Regions from separate parts of the Mus musculus genome. Here all the other regions are linked to region 3. Evidence: chromatin contacts called from public HiCAR-type data. All regions are on one chromosome and are shown on one strand. Each heading gives the region's core, a stretch centred on a gene start, on an enhancer-like site or on the middle of the called end of the contact. The rest is flanking DNA. Distances are from core to core; before and after follow the strand shown.

Region 1 (3,604 bases), core at 605-3,104, 2.8 Mb after region 3:
TATAATTATAATAAATAACAGTGTTTGTTTAAGGATACTAAATTCTCCTTTCCCTCACTAACTCTTCCTCACTCCGTGGCCATCCCCCTACCCCTAGGACCTGGACTCACACTAGAGTAGACCAGCCCCTAACTTGCAATCTTTCTGTTTCAGAATCCAAAATGCTTGGATTACAAGTGTGTGCCACTATGTTTTACACCGCTCCGCATATTTTCTTGTTTTATTTTCACCTTAGGCATCCCTTAGCTTTCCTGTCTAAATCTCGGTAACAATTTGTGATAGCTGAGTTATTTTTTTTCTTGCATAGTTCCTGAGATTGTGGTTAGATATGTTCAGATATAAACACACCAAAGAATTCCAAGAACCTTTCCGTTGGAGTGGCGGTTTGCCCCACCCCACCCCCCCAGGTCGGAGACCCCTGCAGGGCTGCGAGGACAACACCTCCTCGTGACGTCACCAGAGGGCTAAACCAAACTGAGCTGGGTAGAGTCCCCCCATTTCTCCCTTCGGGTTTGTCTCCTTAAAATATAGGCTTTCTTGAGCGCGCCCCAGCTCACATTACTTTTAGATAAAAGAGAATACCGTGAAAGCTTCAGGCTAATAAGACTCATCGTCGCGCGAGCGCTGACGTGGACTCCGCCCACAGACACGCCCCCTCCGCGTCATAGTGGTATCGCCCGGCCTCAACGGGCGGCCTACAAATGAGGCCTGCAGGTGGGAGAGGCGGAGCTGCGCCGCGCTGACGCCGCATCTTCCCGCCTCCCAGTGGGCCGGGCGCGCTTGGGTTAGGCTTCTGAGTGCGGACTGGTAACAAATGGCTGGGCCCTGAAAGCGGAGCGCCCTTGATGGGGGTGGTTTAGGGTAGCCATTCGCGGCTTCCCGCCGCTGTGAGAATTATGTCAGAAAAGAAGGCCTTCCCCCCAGGCAGGGGCGTCACGCGTGGCCGCGGTGGCCGGGGGCGTGAGGTGGATTTGGCCCCCGGAGCCCGGAGTGCCATTTCCCAGACCCACGTGGAGAAGTCCCATGCAGGCAGTAGTAGCTCTGCCAGCTCGTTCGAGTCCTCCCACCCTCTGCGGCGGACCGTCTCCCAACCCCTTCCCTCGACTCGGACGAACGAATCCATTCAGGAGCAGGGGAGTCCTTCGAGTGCCCTCAACATCCCTCAGAGCCTCAGTGATAATTTTGGCCAGAGGAATGCCCAGGGCCTCCGCGTTCACCATCGGGGCGTTCAGGTCCCCACAGTTGCCTCAGACTCCACCCTCCTTAGCTCTTTCTCTCAGCGCATATCCACAGTAGGATCCATCCCAATGCCAGACTCATCCCTATCTGGGCAAAGATTTTCGTTGGCTTCTGTGCAAGTGTCCTCCATGGCTTCTATACTTAGCACTTCTGTTGAGTCAGAACTGGGGTCTATCCCTGCCTCACTGACCAGCACTCCCCAAGGGTCGGCAGTGGAGCCCACTCCATCCCTTCCATCCGTATTGTGTCGCCCCTCCTGGGGATTGGCACCAGAACATCTTATGCACAGAAGCACATCCCTGCCAGACACACCAGACAACTCCCCACTAGAATCGGCAGAAGATTCTCTCAGGCATTCTGTATCAGCCTCTTCTTGGTTATCACCATCAACACTTTCCGCTCCCCGTGACGAATCCCTGTTGCCTATGTCACTCGATAGTCCTATATCCATATCTCCTCCACTGTATGATCAAGGGCCCGCTCCTTTCCATGCCTCTCAAGTGCCTATGCTAGGGCCATCCCTGCCCTGCGTATGGGGCTCTCCCTGGGTATCTCAGCAAGGATCAGCTCCGCCCCTGAGCGCTCCCCTAGCTTTTGCACAAGAGCGCGCTCCGCCTTCAGGGCCGGGCTCTTCCCGGGTATGGATAGATACATCAGCTCCGCCCTCGGACTTCAGTCAAGGGGCGGTACAAGGGTCTGTTCCACCCTGGGCGGTCCCCCCTTTTAAACCCAAGTCTCGGGAGAATTTTACCCAAACCATGACGGATCTGGAGAAGCCCAGTATCACAGGCCACATGTTCGACGTAGTCGTGATTGGAGGCGGCATCTCAGGTTAGTTTGGATCTTTAATAGTAGCATAAGGGGCCCTAGATGACCAGGGGTAGGGAACTTGCAGTGTCCCTGTTGTGTTTGGGAGGGTCTTTCTCCTCCGTGTGAGTGTTAACTATAACAGGGCCCCAGATCCTGCCAGATGGGAGCAGGGGCTTGTCCCTTTGCATACACTGGTGGAGGGAGGCAAAATAATTTGACTCCTAACTACTTAATACTAATGATTAATTAGCTCTTGTTTTGCAATTACATTTAGCAGATTACATGAGTTTCCCCTGTCTTCAACAGTGTGGTGGGTTGGCAACACATTTGCTATTTTACAAAACCAAGCAACTGTGGCTTAAGAGTTTCAGTAACTGTCCTGGTGTCTGAATACCTCCCTGGGAAGCCACAGACCTGTTTTCTCCCATTTAAGACCTTCACTTCCAATTCTATAGGTGGTTGCTTAGCCTCCCTGACTTCACATCCTCTCCTCTGAATAGCACAACAGCCAGTCTATGTATGTACTACTGAAGTAGTAGTAGGATTAGTTCAGTTCAGTTCTTCTCTGAAGCACCATTGCTTAGAAAGTGAGTAGGTAAAAAAAAAAAAAAAAATACGGAGACAGCATCTTTTAGAAAAAAGTAATTTTTTTTTTAAAGAGCTGGAAGTTTCAACGTATTCCTGCTGGGTTTTTTTCAGAACTTGTATAAAAGTGTAGTGAATTGTTCAAAGGGAATCTCTTGTATGCTTTTGCTGAGAGCTGCACTGTCTAAATCTTGTCCTGTGGTATTGGCTTAAATGGCTCATCAAGTAAGGGGAAGATGAAATTTTTTTCTCTATTTTCCTGGAGACCTCATAAATATATGTATATTAAATTGCCACCTATATTGTCATTGTAAAAATTTAGGAGTTATTCTTTGTCTCTAGGTAGAAGTCCAAGCCCTTTCTCTCAAGTGTTAATAATTTCAGAGATGTGTGCAAGATATAATTTAGAGGGAGAAAGACAGTAGGAAGGAGTAAATAGGGTGCCCCCACAGTATCTATTTTAATATATGTTCCCTTTGAGTAGACCATAAACGTGCTTATATAGTTATTTTAGATATAGGTAGCTTTGGACTCAGCCTGTTCAGGATAAACAGTCTAATTATCAGATTGGTATGGACTGTTCCTTTGGCTATCCTAGCCAGTGGCAGCAAGTAATAGGCCTGTGTGTTGCAGTATCAGAAGGAAGCAAATCCTTGTGGACAGTAAGAAAAGGGAACATATATCCTCCCTTCCTTCCTTCCTTCCTTCCTTCCTTCCTTCCTTCCTTCCTTCCTTCCTTCCTTCCACACTTGTTGAGTGCCTACAGTTTAGTGGATTGGTGTTTTCAAAAATCTGGTTCCTTTAGGCAATTACCCTAGAAGCAATGTGGTTGTTGATCATTGAAGTAGAAATATGATGATAATTTGTAGTATACATCGATTAATGCTATACCACAATTTGCTGTTTTGCTGGAATTTTATTCTTTTCCTTTTCTTGGTTTGTCCCCAGTGTTCCTTAAAGAAAGCTTTGT
Region 2 (3,894 bases), core at 765-3,264, 3.0 Mb after region 3:
GGGTGCCATTTTTAGACTTTTCAAAATCAGAGCTCACAGTTTTTCAATTCTCCTCCACAATGAGCTTGTAAACTGACTAGAATTAGCAGGTTTTTCTGCTGGTAGCAGATACAGCAATTGAGTAAGTAAATCTGAGACTTGAACCCCTCACTTTTATTAAAACAATGACAATCCCACACAAAATTCTGGACAAAGGGTAGTCTCTGCCTCATGCCCTTGTTTTGATCAGTTAATGCAGAGTTCCATCATGGTTTATAAAAACAGTTAAACCTTTATATACCTCTCCTATATGGGTCTCACATGAATAATTTCAGTGAGTTTGAAGGTTTAGAGCACAGAGATTAGGGATATAGCTCAGTGGTAGAAGCCTTGCCTGGCACAGTAGGGTTCTGAGTACTGTTCCCTGCACACACACACACACAAAGCATACAGTTGAAAGTTTGAAGTATAAATGAGAAAAGCCAAAATAATGGGGAAAAAGTAGAAAACCCATGAAGGCACTTTGGGAAAGTGAAGTACTTTTGTTAGTGGCCTGGAAAGGGAAGGCTCAGTTTCCCACAAGTTAGAGTGTTGTGCAAGACAGTGGCTATAGCCGTAATACTTTCTATGGTGCCTACGTGGGGATGCTGTTAATGTTCATTCCAAGCTTTTCTTGGATAGAAGATTCCAAAAGGATTGCCATGAAAGCTGAATTTCTGTCCAGCCTTGCCATTTTAGGACACTGTGCTCACCCATCAATGCATCTGCAGTACCAGGCTGATTGGCTGCTGTGGGTACGCTCACCATGACTGGCTAGACAGAGGTATTAATTAGCCCAACATCTGACCCAAAGGTGAGGAGGGCTACCATGAATACACAGAACCAAGGTCAGCACCCATCCAATGCTTGTTTGTGTTCTATGGTTCCCGGAGAGTTTGGTCACCCTGTCCTGTGCTCATGATAGCAAGAAAGGATGGCTCTTTCTCCATATGTCCAATTAAAAGTCAAGTGAAGGCAAATCTTTAAACAATTACAGATTTTGATATCATCTTCACTACCGTTCCAATAATAGACTCCTCTTGGAGTCTAAGTCTCTCAGTTAAGCTGGCCATACTGAAAGCATTGCATATTCTCACCAGCCCTATACCATGGAGTCTGCCTGACCTTCCTTAGACTCCCATTCCTCACAGGGGTTCCCCATTCCCCACTTCTGGCTTCTGTGTTTCTTGTCCTTGCTCCCTATGGATGGGCAGTCTTTGGACCTGAGAACCTAGTGGCAGTTCAGTCACCCTAGGGTACTCAAGGAGAAATGGCATGGTGAAGTGAGGCTAGAGGGAGCATTCACTAAGAAGACACAATATGTTGGCTCTGTCAGATCCATAGCCATCGAGGGACCACATGGAATTACCGAACTCTTAATGATCCTGGGCAATTGATTGGTCAGAATAGCACCCCTTTTCTTGTTCAAGGCCACTTGTTCAGTGCCAACATAATAACCTGTTGCTTGCCTGTTTTGAGTGAGTACAGTGTCTAGGTCATTCTGGAACCAATTACTGACCTTTGCAGGTCCCTCAACCCCAGCAATTGTCTCCAGCTTTCCAGTCCCCTTTCTCCTCAGCTGGAAAATTCCAGCAAGCCTAAGAAAAGTCCAAAGTCTGACCCCAAACCCTCAGCATGCTTCCAGTCGCCCACTTGTGGCCCAGGGACTCACTAAATCCTTTTCCTGGGAAAAACAGAGCTAGACAGTAATTCAGTTCTGACCCAAAGAGACAGCCTCAGGTACACCTACAGTCTAGAATCTAGGGTCAGCTCCTGCCCCTTTGCTTTGCAGGCCTTTCGAGCCAGCCACTTTTCTGAGAACTTAGATAGCTCTAGCTCTAGCTCACAGAGGCGACTGACCTGAGATGCCGCCCCCCACCACGATCACATCGCTTTTGTTGCTCATGCTGCTTGCTAGGTTCCAGGTCTCTTGCGTCCGCTGCTACTGCGTCTGGACCTCTGCCTGCGACCGCGCTGCTTACTGTCCCCTCACACTAGCTGGCTTTAAGCTGGAGGGCCGCCTAGACTCAGAGCCCCGCCCGCCTGTCCACCCGCAGGCGCGCAAGCTGGGTGGAGCTCTTAACCCTCGCCCCCGCCCCCGCCCCCACCCCCCAGCCCGACAACACAGGCACAAGGAGGGCGAGCACCCCAGCTGGGAGGGTGACCTGGAACCTGAAAGTCCGTCCCCAGGGGTCAAGACCCTGTTGCCCTCTACAAAATATTTTCCACTCTGCCTTGTGATCACTCTGTGCAGCTGAGGAGCTGGAAGCCCTTCCAATCAGAGTAGGGGACCAAAGATTAAGAGCCTTTCAAGTGCCAGGCACTGTGTTAAACCTATTGTGCAAGATTTCTGCTCAATTTCACAATGACCCAGCTGACACAAGAGGAAAGCAGACAAAGTACTAAGTGATGTGGTAAAAAGAAAATGTGTACTAAAATGTCACCTCAGGGTCTAAGAGATGGCTCCAACAGAGGATCTATGGTCAATAGCCAACACTCATAGACACCTGTAATTTCAATCCCAGGGGATCCTACACCATCTTCTGACCTTTAGTGGGCATTAGGCATGCAAGTTATATTTGCACATGCAGGCAAAACACCTATATATGTATTTAAAACCACATCTTACCCTATAGATCTATCTGTAATCCCAGTCCCAGGGAATCACAGGGTCTCTTCTGGCCTCCAATGGGTACCTGACATGTATGTTGTATTCATAAATGCAGGTAAAAACACCCATATACATAAAAACTAAAATCGAATATATACCTCATAGCTATGTGTGATCAATACATGCCTACTTACATTAATGATAAAAACAAGGAAGAGTCCAAGGCGCATCTTGATAGATCAAACAGGATTAACCTTCCCAGCCTTACTTTACTCATCCCCATTTCAATCATCTGCACACACGCACACGCACACGCGCGCACACAACACACACACACACACACACACACACACACACACACACAAAATGCTGTTGTTTAGTTAACTGCAAAAGGCTGCTCTAACATTGTGATGAAGTACCTAACCTAAAGACATCCAACTTTCCCCACTCTTACAAGGATAGAAAAAGTCATCTTCAGGAGCCAGGGGAAGGGATAGCTCAGTAGTAGAGTTCTTGCCTGCCATAAGCTAAGCCCTCAATTTCCCTGTACCACAAGGGAAATAATACAATCAACTTCTCACTGATTAAACTCATGCATCTGTGGTATAATCCATGGAAGCTGGCACCCAGAATACCAGTAAAGGTGGTGAAGAGACCTTGGATAGGTGAATGGGATTCAGCGTTCCCCACTCCAAATGGTCTTTTACTTTTATGTGACCTTGGGATGAGTATCTGGGAACTGTGGCTTTTGCAAATGGAGGACTCATCCAATAAGGTTATAAATGCTTAAGCTGAGATGACAGGCAAAACAGGGATATATTTCTTCTAATCAGAAAAGAACAAAAGAAAGGGGACCTGGGGGTGTCCGCCTACTCCGAGCCCAAGGTGAGCAGGTGCTGGCACCGACCAGAAGGGAATTGTCACAATTCGACAACAAAAGGAGATCAAGGGGATATAAATTGGAAAGGAAGAAGCCAAAATATCACTTTTTGCAGATAATATTATAGTATATATAAGTGTCCCTAAAAATTCCACCAGAGAACTCCTAAACCGGATAAACAGCTTCAGTGAAGTAGCTGGATATAAAATTAACTCAAACAAGTCAATGGCCTTTCTCTACACAAAGGATAAACAGGTTGAGAAAGAAATTAGGGAAACAATACCCTTCACAATAGTCACAAATAATATAAAACACCTTGGTGTGACTCTAACTAAGGAAGTGAAAGATCTGTATGATAAGAACTTCAAGTCTCTGAAGAAAGAAA
Region 3 (3,427 bases), core at 662-3,161:
TCCACAAAGACTGTACCAGACACATTTGGACATCCTCCTCTTAACAGATAGGCTGGTCACTGAACAATGGGGCAAGGAGCATTTGGGTCTAAGAAAAGAGTGTAGCAAGCTCTACCCACAATTTCACCATGTGAGCCGTATTGTAATATCTCAACATGGAGGAAAAAAAATCAGTTACCCGTACTCAAAAAATTGAAACTGAGTATAGTGCAGACAACTTAAAAGAGCTAGAGCCAAATGCTGTCTTGGTTTCATTTCCCAACTGCGGACCTTAAAATAGACAATAAAGCACCGCTTCCAAAACGAAGTAAAATATTCTAATACTAGCCATCTAACGAGCCCTATTAAATAAGCAAAAATCGCTCTTAAATCTGATCTCAACTTCCAAAGCCAGAGAATACACGCTGAACTAGGAAATCAACTTCAGATTGCCAGCATTTCCCTCACAAGCAAATTAGCAGGATTGTGCACTTGGAATACTGTTTGACAAGAATGAAAAGGAAACAATTCAAAACAGATTTCAGGACTGGACAATTAGATGAGGAACTGCAGATTTAATTCTCAATCAGGACTGTGATTAATCTGATTCCCTGCTTTTCCCTAGTGTAATTATACAACACAGATGAAAGGATGAGCATTTGGACTGTCAGTTCTATATTCTAGACCAGCCCGGTGACTCAAAGCAGACGGCTCTACCACGCTAACCACCATCCCAACAACAGTGGAAGGGAGCCTCGAGCACTGATTGTACAGTCATTGCATAACGAGGCATTAAAAATTTGGGTGCCCCCAACTCTTTCTATGTTTGTCTATGGCAGGTGAAGAATTTGCTGAAACTGGACGCATCCGTCTTCAATGACCCTCTTAAATCCGGGCATGGGGTGAACACAAAGGCATCTGTCTAATATCCTGGCACAATAGACACACACCCCACAATTAAAAACCCCGGACGCGCTCTCTCGCTCTCTCCACACAAGCTCATGAAATGCAGGCTGCTCTTTTCGTGAAAGGTCTATGGTACAGGAAAGGTAACAAAAACCCCAACTGTTCCCAGGAAGCAACTACAAAATCGGTCCTGCCACGTCCCTGTGTAACCGTCAGATAAAATGCAGGGAGCCCGCCCCACGCCTTATGGGGTGGCCGACCGGGGCTCGGTGGCCTCCACGCATTACTAAGAAGCCCCCAGACCCATTCCTGGCAGGAAACCCAGGTACACGTCTAAAAATTCTCCAGGGTGAAGAGAACGAGGGAGGCAGAGGGGAGGGAGAGAGGGCAGGGGGCAGGCCCGGAACGGGTGCGGGAGGCCCCGGGCATCGCTGAAAAGCATTTTTCCACACTCCCGCTCCCTCGCGTGGAGACTCACTTGCCGATCACCTCGCATAGCTCGTACACATCCTCGAACAGCACGTCGTCGTCGGCCATGGTCCGAAGGGGACAGCGGCCGCAGCGTGGAGGGTTCTGAAAACTGGGTTGGGGGCGCCCAAGAGCTCAGTGCCCGGCTCCGGGCTCGTGTCCTCCACTCAGGACCCGCAAGCCCTCGGTGCTGAGGAAGCTCGACTGGGGCCGTGAGGCCCGGAGACTGCAGCGCCTTTCCTCTGCCGGCTGCCGCCCCGGCGCGGGCGGCGGGGCCGGGGCGTGGGAGCGAGGGCGGCCCGGGCCCGGCGCCGCCCGCCCGCCCGCTGCTCCTCGCGCGGTGGCTGGCGACCGCGCTGCCGGGGCGTGCGGACCCTCGGGGACCGCGAAGCGCCGCACTCTCCGCTCGTCAGCCCGCGCGGGCCGCGAGGCCGCGACCGCTCCCTCTGCCCGAGACCGGCTCCGGCGCGGCGCGGGGCAGCTCGGGCTACAGGGGGGGCCGCGGCAGCACCATGGAGGGAGGATCGTCGCGAAGGGAGGTGGTGGCGGCTGATCCGCGCTGGGGACCAGGAGGCGGCGGCAGAGACGCTCCCTCCTCCTTCTCCTCCTCCTCCCGCCGCCGCCGCCCTCCCGAGTGTGGGAGGGGGCTTCGCGGGATGAGCGTTCAGTGCGGGCGGGAGCCGCGACCGCTGCCTTCAGCTCCTCCCCTCAGCCTCAGCAGCCGCCAGGCTCCCGAGCCCGAGCACCCGCCTGGCGCGGACTAACCCTCCTCCCTTTCGGCCCGCACGGCAGCGAGACCCGCAGGCCCCGCCCCTCCAGCCCGTTGGGAGGCGTGGACCGCGGAAGGAGGCGGAGGAAGGGAGGGGGAAAAAAAAAAAGCGCTCCCAGTGGCGCCTGCGCGCAGCGCCCGCAACGTCACGAAGAACCGGCGGGCGCGGGGAATCTAGAGGGCGCTGGGGGTCGGCTAGCGGAGCTGCCCGGGTTGCGGGTTGCAGCTGCTGAGGTGGGGCTGGTGGAGGTCGTCGCCTCTACTCCCAAGCTGCGACCAAGTGGAGAAGAGGGGCGAGGGACAAAAGGTCCATAGCAGTCTGCACGTTCTTAGACGGCGTGCTCAGCACTCTGGCAGCTTTCCCTCTTCTTTCGTAATCTCAGAAAGCCGTTCCCCAGGTTTTTGCTGGGGGAGGGGGGAAACGCAGAGAAAAGGTTCTAATGAATGAAAAAGCCTGAAAGGAGGTGGAGAAAGATTGTCACTCAAGACCGTGTTTGGCGGCGGTGGATGCTTTTAGTGCCACCTTGCCATTCCTTAATGAAGATGAGGGCTGGGGGAGGGGGAGAATTGTCCAAGGAAAGGACGGAACAAAAACTGCAGAGGAAGGTGTACAACAAGAACAGTGAACTAGCGAAACAGCTTCGCCTGCCACCCGCTCCAAACTAACCAATATCTATGCAGTTTCTATTGCTGCTAGACAAAACCTAGAGACGGACCAGGAAAAGAGTGTCGTAAAGAGACTTTAAATCCATTGAATATTGTTCCTCAGCACCAGCATCTGCTTTGTTCACTCCCTATAAGTGTTGGAGTTCTTAGCATAAAAAAATGTCACTAGAAGGAATGGACGCACAGGGTCAGCCGCGGAGTAAGGCTGTGGGTGTTGCCGCTGTGCTAGGTTGTATGCAATATGAAGATTTCTGTTCAACTGAGCATGTGCAGAATGAGCCAACGCCACCAGACAGGTATATGCCTTAGTTGAAGACCAATAAAAAAAGAAGTCTTTGTTCCTCCTCATAGCAGAAGTGTCCAATTAGTTCATAAGTCAGCTCTCCAGAAATCATCTGTTAAAATTCTCAGCGCGGTATTTTTTAAACTAGTATTTACCAAAGTGCAGGGGGCAGGGTGAAGATAAAGCCCATTTCCTTTAAACAAAACAAAACAAAACAAAAAACAAAACGATCTGTACAAACCCTTAATCACTCCCTCGAGAGCCTGGCTGATTTGCTTGCTAAATATTTGGGAGCTAAACCTTCTTTCCTTTTCATTTCTTTCTTGCAAATCAGGGGAAATATAATTGCACAAATA

Evidence for each region. HiCAR-type assays count read pairs that join an accessible place to other places.
Region 1: a contact with region 3 is called in a HiCAR-type map of astrocytes, with 9 times the contacts expected there. The contact joins the promoter of Maoa here to the promoter of Cask in region 3. A contact is called at or near these places in 4 of 39 promoter capture datasets (cranial neural crest, frontonasal cranial neural crest, hippocampal neurons and 1 more), 4 of 484 Hi-C or Micro-C datasets (CD4 T cells, CD8 T cells, cerebellum and 1 more) and 2 of 115 datasets of contacts at active chromatin or transcription factors (astrocytes and embryonic forebrain).
Region 2: a contact with region 3 is called in a HiCAR-type map of astrocytes, with 6 times the contacts expected there. The contact joins the promoter of Maob here to the promoter of Cask in region 3. A contact is called at or near these places in 1 of 39 promoter capture datasets (cranial neural crest) and 2 of 115 datasets of contacts at active chromatin or transcription factors (astrocytes and stem cell-derived neural progenitor cells).

What each region holds. Positions count from the first base shown.
Region 1 is chrX:16,617,844-16,621,447 of GRCm38.p6, forward strand. Maoa (monoamine oxidase A) reads left to right here and starts at 1,855. Exons shown (of 15, transcript NM_173740.3): 1 at 1,855-2,070. The coding sequence starts at 1,998.
Region 2 is chrX:16,815,352-16,819,245 of GRCm38.p6, forward strand. It overlaps Maob (monoamine oxidase B), which reads right to left and starts at 2,015. Exons shown (of 15, transcript NM_172778.2): 1 at 1,879-2,015. The coding sequence starts at 1,924.
Region 3 is chrX:13,844,645-13,848,071 of GRCm38.p6, forward strand. It overlaps Cask (calcium/calmodulin-dependent serine protein kinase (MAGUK family)), which reads right to left and starts at 1,912. Exons shown (of 27, transcript NM_001284503.1): 1 at 1,364-1,912. The coding sequence starts at 1,422.